2 separate regions of the Canis lupus genome follow, and region 2 is linked to region 1. Evidence: chromatin contacts called from public Hi-C data. All regions are on one chromosome and are shown on one strand. The core of a region is the stretch at or near the end of the contact, and the rest is flanking DNA. Distances in the headings are between cores, read along the strand shown.

The links. A called contact is a pair of places that touch in the nucleus more often than the background predicts.
Region 2: a Hi-C map of blood shows a contact between it and region 1, with 5 times the contacts expected there. The contact joins the enhancer-like site here to the promoter of WDR19 in region 1. A contact is called at or near these places in 3 of 9 Hi-C or Micro-C datasets (amygdala and blood).

What each region holds. Positions count from the first base shown.
Region 1 is chr3:73,798,559-73,801,659 of UU_Cfam_GSD_1.0, reverse strand. It overlaps WDR19 (WD repeat-containing protein 19), which reads left to right and starts at 1,413. Exons shown (of 37, transcript XM_038533468.1): 1 at 1,413-1,549. The coding sequence starts at 1,430.
Region 2 is chr3:74,023,973-74,027,073 of UU_Cfam_GSD_1.0, reverse strand. It overlaps FAM114A1 (protein NOXP20), which reads left to right. Exons shown (of 14, transcript XM_038533481.1): 7 at 1,440-1,592. Among named protein-coding and RNA genes, the nearest start is that of MIR574, 42 kb to the left of the region's middle. Within about 2 kb of position 1,438, at least 10 of the 20 cell types and tissues checked have an H3K27ac peak or open chromatin away from gene starts, as enhancers often do. A contact at or near this core is called in blood, where this site is marked.

The sequences.
Region 1 (3,101 bases), core at 164-2,663:
AAGTCTGCACTCTCCTGATTTTCATTTTTCTGGCCTAATTTTATCTCTGTTCTGTAGACTTCCCTTGAAGAGTGGCAAAATATCCCACTCCAAAATAAGCTACTTTGACATAAGGATTATTTTGAGCTAACGGTACCTAAAAAATAGCAGATGCAAAAGACTAATCTTCTTTTCTTCCTGAAAACGGGGATTAAAAACTCCCATGTGAAAGATACCCTCCCTGTACCATAAGAAATGGCATTCTTACCATCAAGGAGACGCTGAAATTGAAGAGTCTATACAAACGGAACTTATTGACATAATTATTTTTTTTTCTCCTCACCATAGTTTATAGTTGCTTTCCCACAGTCGCGTCTCTTTGTTCAGCCAAATATAAAAGCATGCATGCACGCAGGTGTCATTTCTTTGGGTCTTTTCCTTAGGAAAAGGAACACGTATTTGTAGGCTTTTCTTCCTTAATCTGTCTTAGGTTAGTCTAATTCTCAGGCCGAGCTGAAAAACCCTAAGAGGGTAAAATTTTGTCTCCCTTACATTCCCTAAAGCTAGAAAGTCCCATTCACTCCTTTAAATAGTGGATGGCCAATTTCTGAATTTCTACTTCTCTAACCTTTTTCTCTTTCACTCAATCCCCTAGTAATGATATTTTCATTTTAATGGGCAGGTCTTAAAAATAATAATAATAATAATGGGCAGGTCTTGCACCTGAAACTAAACTAACTAAACAAAACCCGACGCCAAGGGAACAGTATCCTCCTTAAGAACGGTAACATCCATCATTAGTTCCTTGAAACCATTTTCTTGAAGCAAATACGATTCCTACCTAATGCTGATAAGAAAAAAGGGTGGGCACTTGGGCAAAAGAAGTACTTTCATAACGAACGAAGCACAAATCTATGGCAGGGCATAATATTTGGGGAAAAGCTGCCAGGTCCGAAGTCTAAACAGAGAAGCAATCAGTGCTCATTTTTCTTGCCCAATTTAGTTGGCCTATTAACGCCTTGAAAAAGACTACTTCTCACATCCTGTGTCTTCTAGCCCAGAAGCCTGGGAAGGAAAGGAGAGAGAGAGATGACGCGCAGGCCCGCCCAAGTCCTCCCTGCGCGTACTCTGCACGAGTATCTGGCCCAAGAGCAAATCCCCGTTCTCGGTTCTTGCAACATTCAGGGCCTTTTCGTTGCCTGGAATCCGGGCGCCCCCGCCCGCCGCCATCGACAACTTCGGCACCGGGAGCAGAAGTTGACGCAGGACGTCCTAAGGGCGTCCCCGGCCTCGTCCAATCAGAGCCCAAGAAGGAAGGGAGGGTGGGCCGGAGCTCCTGACGCACAACCATTTGGGGCCCGCCTCCGCGCGTGTCACGTGACTCCAGTCCACGCCTCCCGTCCGCCCCTGCGGAGGCCCCACGAGGCTCCGCCCCCCCGGGTAGAGCTCCATGATTGGTCACTGCTCGCGCGGTCTCCTGGGTGACGGGAACGCGTTAGCCCTCCTGGAGCTGACTCTCCGCGCCTGCGCACTTTCCGGATCGCGCGGCCGCTCTAGCCTTGAGATGAAGGTAAATAACTTACAAACCCCGGGGCCGGCGCGGCGGGGAAACGCGACCACAGGCGCTGGGCCCGCTGAGCGTCACATTGAGGAGAGGGGGCCTGTGTCCCCCTCCCTCCTCCCGAGGGGGGCTAGGAATGGCGAAGAGAGCTGGGTGACCTGGGGCGGGGGGGGGGGGGCGAAGTTGAAGGAAGGAGGAGGGGAACGCGGAGAGGGGAGGCCTCATTTCTGGGACCGCGAACGGAGTTGAAGCGGGGCGGGCGGAGGGAACCCGGGCACGGCCCGAAAGGAGCAGACCGGGTCGGAAAAGACCCCGAACTACCCACGGCGGGGAGACCGGTATGCTGGGAAGCTCGGCCCCCGCAAGCAGCTGAACCCCTGGCAAGCCGCGCAACCGCTCAGCGTTTAAAAAGAGTGAAGAGCTTCCGAAAGAAGAATGTCAGAGTGTATCGCCGGTGACTAATGTACAAATCACGCAGTGGCTCGTGGATGTAATTCGCGGGGAAATCTGCGCCTGCACACGCGGGTCCTGCTGGAGAGCATCATCCTCTGCACGCACAGTTCCTGCGCTTGGGCTTCGGGCGAACCCCATCCCCGGCCCCTGGGCTACAGCGCCCTCGCCCCCCTGCTTTACCACTGCCTTAGCCCTCCGCCCCGATCTGGCAAAGAAATGGATAGTTCAATTTTAAATTGAAGATTCCTTGTGGCTCTTAGCGTGGAAATTGGAATTGACAGGCTGGTAATCGATCATAACTTCACATTTCTAAAGCCTTTCACGATTTCTGAAGTTGTCAGCACGGAGGAGGCATTCCTCTTGGTTCGCAACTGAAAATTTTGTGCTTGAGGCAACTTAAGCGACTTGTTTTAAGCCCTACAGCTGATCATAAGTTAAAAAGTACAATTCAGACCTTGGTTTTCTGGTGTTGAAGCTAGCGCTTTTTCAGTCTACTGTATATGGAGCACTATACTGTATATGAAGAAAACTAAGATGTACGATCACAGCCAGAAGAGGTCTACCCGGAAGCTAGTCAAATTGAAGTTTAAGGATCCCTCACTTGCAGGAAGGGGTTCCAGGGTCACTTGGTCACAAAGGTCACACCTTTTTTTCCCAAGGTGTTTTCAAGCTCCACGAAACGTGGATGGACTTGTAATTATAATACACTTCTGTTTCCAATAGAGGTGGATTTCATCTCCTTAACATACCAAACGACTAATGATTGGTATTTAATTTTAAAATTATATATATACATTTATTTATATTTTTTAAGACAGAGAGTGAGAACATGGGTGCAAAGGGAGAGGAGGAAAGAATCTCAAGCACTTTCCCAGCCGAGTGCAGGGCTCAATTTCAGGACCCTCAGACCATGATCTGAGCAGAAATCAGGAGCCTGACACCTTGGTATTTAATTTTAAGCATTGAATGAGTTTTGTATGGCCACTCTGATTGTCAAGCCACCTGTAGTAGTATGTGAACTTCATATGCCTAGCTGTGGTCTATGATTTAACCTAATTGTTTATAATTTAACCTAATATTAAAATTAAATTCTCTTATTCAAGCTCTG
Region 2 (3,101 bases), core at 189-2,688, 230 kb before region 1:
CACAGGGTCCCCGCCCCCCCCGGAGGGGCCCACAGGTGCAAGTCTGCAGAGCTGCCCAGAGGCGGGAAGACTCCCACGCCAGAGCCGCTCCTGTGCTCAGCCCATCTCCCCTGGAAAGACGGTTCTTCTCCAGGCAACCTTAATTTCCCTGCAGCTTTTTCAAGGGCATCAGAATCACTGCAGAGCGACCTTTCTTCCCCCTTCGCTTCATCCCTTCCCCTCAGTCCCAAAGCCCAGGTTTAGAGATGGGAGTTGTCATAGGGAAAGGAAGCGATTTCAGTGTCCAGTTGTCTCGTTTTTACCACCATCGCGGAGCCAGAAAGATCAGTGGGAACAGTGGGGTTTTATTGCTAAGTGTTAAAAAACCCCAGTGGTAATTTGACGAGGTTGTTTTGAAAACTTTAAAATTCAGAGCTTGTGCGTATTTAGTCTTAAAGACCGACAGAGGGGAGAATTCTTTCTGCAGCCCAGGGAGTTTTTGGCTACCAGCCTCAGGAACCCAAAAGGAGAAGGAGCTTGATTGTTTTATTGACCCACAGTAAAAACCACAGTCTGTTCTCCCATTGATCTTTCCCTTGTGAACTTGTGGCGGCCACTGTGTTTATGGCGTTCTCCTTAGATACTAAAGAACCCTATAAACACAATGCCCAGTAAACTTAATGAGGAACCAAATAAAAGATGCTTAGAATCACAGAAAGCAAAGGCAGGAAATTGGGATTGACTGAGGGACTCGTGTTCATTTTGTTCTCTTTATGTCATCAACAAAAAAGAAAACTGGAGAAAAATTTTGATCAGCATGGAGAGGGATGCCGTTCACAGTCATCCTTCTCAAGAACTGATAAGCTCCTATTCTTGTTTATACTCAGTACCTGATGAGGAATGCATGATGAGTTTATATTTTATTAATTTTTTTCATCAAAGATGGTTAATAACCACGCACATAAAATTTTCAAAATAATGTTAACTCAGATCAAAGCAGACCAGCATGTGGCTGCTCTGAGGTCGTCCTGGGTGCAGAAGTTGCAATGAACCCTGTCACAATAGATGAGACTTTCCCGGTGCACATCAATTTGCTCATTATGGAAAATTTGGGTATTTTAGAAGATAAGAAAATCACACACATGGAAAACACTTTGGCGGAAAGCATTGTTCGCTCAGCTTCTGTGTTGCTTCTTTCCAATCCTGTTCCCAGGCAGAGAATTTTTGCTTTGTTTTGTTGCATACATAATGAACATGTAAAATTTGAAGTGGAATATTATGTAAAAATTGTCGGTAGAGTCAATGAAAGAGTCATTTTGTTAGAAATTCCCAAGCGACTAAAACCTACTCTTCACAAATACAAAGCCAGCCCTCATCTCCTCCTACGTCTTACACAGGAAATGAGTAAGCGCTCATTACGAGCACGATCTAGTGCACAAACATTGTGTGTATTTCTGCAGATGTTAAGGGAAGCCAAAGAGAAAGAGAAACAGAGACTGGCCCAGCAGCTCACGGCTGAGAGGACTGCACACTATGGGATGCTGTTTGATGAGTATCAAGGTTTGTCACACCTGGAAGCCCTGGAAATTCTATCCAATGAAAGTGAAAGCAAGGTATGGTCACTTGAAATACCATGTTCACCAATGTGTTTTCTTACACACAAAAGAAACAAGAAAATCTGCCATTAAAATATCTCATTTTTAGGACCTCATGAGTATTGTGCTAGGGTCACAAATATTATAAAGCCTGATGACTCCCACATGCTCCATATTATTTCCTCTCTGTCCTGTGCTATGACCCCGCCCCAGCCCCGAAGAGGGCCAGCAAAATAAGAGTGATCCTTACCCCCAGGCCAGGTCACCACTTCCACCCAGTGAAAACAAAGCATCGAGGTTTCTTCCAGACTGCAAAGTTTTGGGGTTTTATGGACTAGGTAATGATTTATTCACCTGTTTGTTAAATTGCCTGCACAAAGAGCAGGATCATCTTACTGGGAGTTAAAGTTCTTTTTGAGACTGTTCCTAAACAGAAACCTGGGAATTTCCTAACAGCCCTGACCATTCACATTCCCCCATTGGGATCTCAAGAAGCAGAACAGAAATAACAGAAATCAGCAGAGTTTGGAGATTTTTTTTTTCAAGTATCTATGTGGGAGGGAGGGTTATTTAGCAAATACTCACATGGTACTTATATAGTCACTCTTGTAAGCAGTTTAAAACTATTATTCCTGTATATACAGCTCTTCTGTGTGAATGTCAGGCTGACTATACTCTGGGGTATTTTTCCAGTAGAAACCACAGGCCAGCACCCTCTGAGCCTTCTGGGAGAGGCTCTGGGTCATCTTGGTGACATCGCTGGAGGGAAGCAAGCCCTCCGGTGAGAAGAGGAAATTGGAAGTGAGCTTTAGAACAGAGAAGTGATTTTTTACTCTCTCTCGGCCACATCCTCTAAGTTTGGACTTTAAAGGGTTGAAACATTCTTGATGCCCACCTAGGCAGGGAAAAATGGCATCTGCCATGCAACAGGCAACTAAGAACCAAACAGGATGGAAATCCCCCTCCCTCCAGATTACTGAGTTACTATCTGTGTTTATTTCCTCGTGTTATCCTGGAGTCATCAGTGACAGTCTTCCAGTTAAACTGTTAAAGGGTAATTTTTTTAAAAACAAAATCATACCTCATATACAGATACAAAATGCACATGAATTAAAGAATTTGTTTAGCCCCTTCATTAAATGAAGGAACCAAGCAGATGTTACAAGTGGTTCAAGGGAAAAAGCCAATGCGCACATTTGTATGGAGTAGTGCAATTTTGCAGTGCATGTGCAAATGGGCATAAACCTCGTTTTTCCACAGGAGGTGAGGTTGCCCCTCTGCCTCCGGAATCTATTCACATGTCTGTGGACAAGAATTATTTTGCACTGCTATCAGCTAGCTACAATCTAAAGAGTTGTGAAATTGCTCCCATAGACTCAGATAATCGGTAACGTATGCTCTAAAAAATGCAGTTTTCCACGGAAGCGTAAATTGTTCCTCCAAAAGCTGGGTTTTGAGTCAGACATTATGTGATCAAATATTCCTCAGTAGCTGCATGATTTTGGACCCCTCTCACTTCAATCTCCT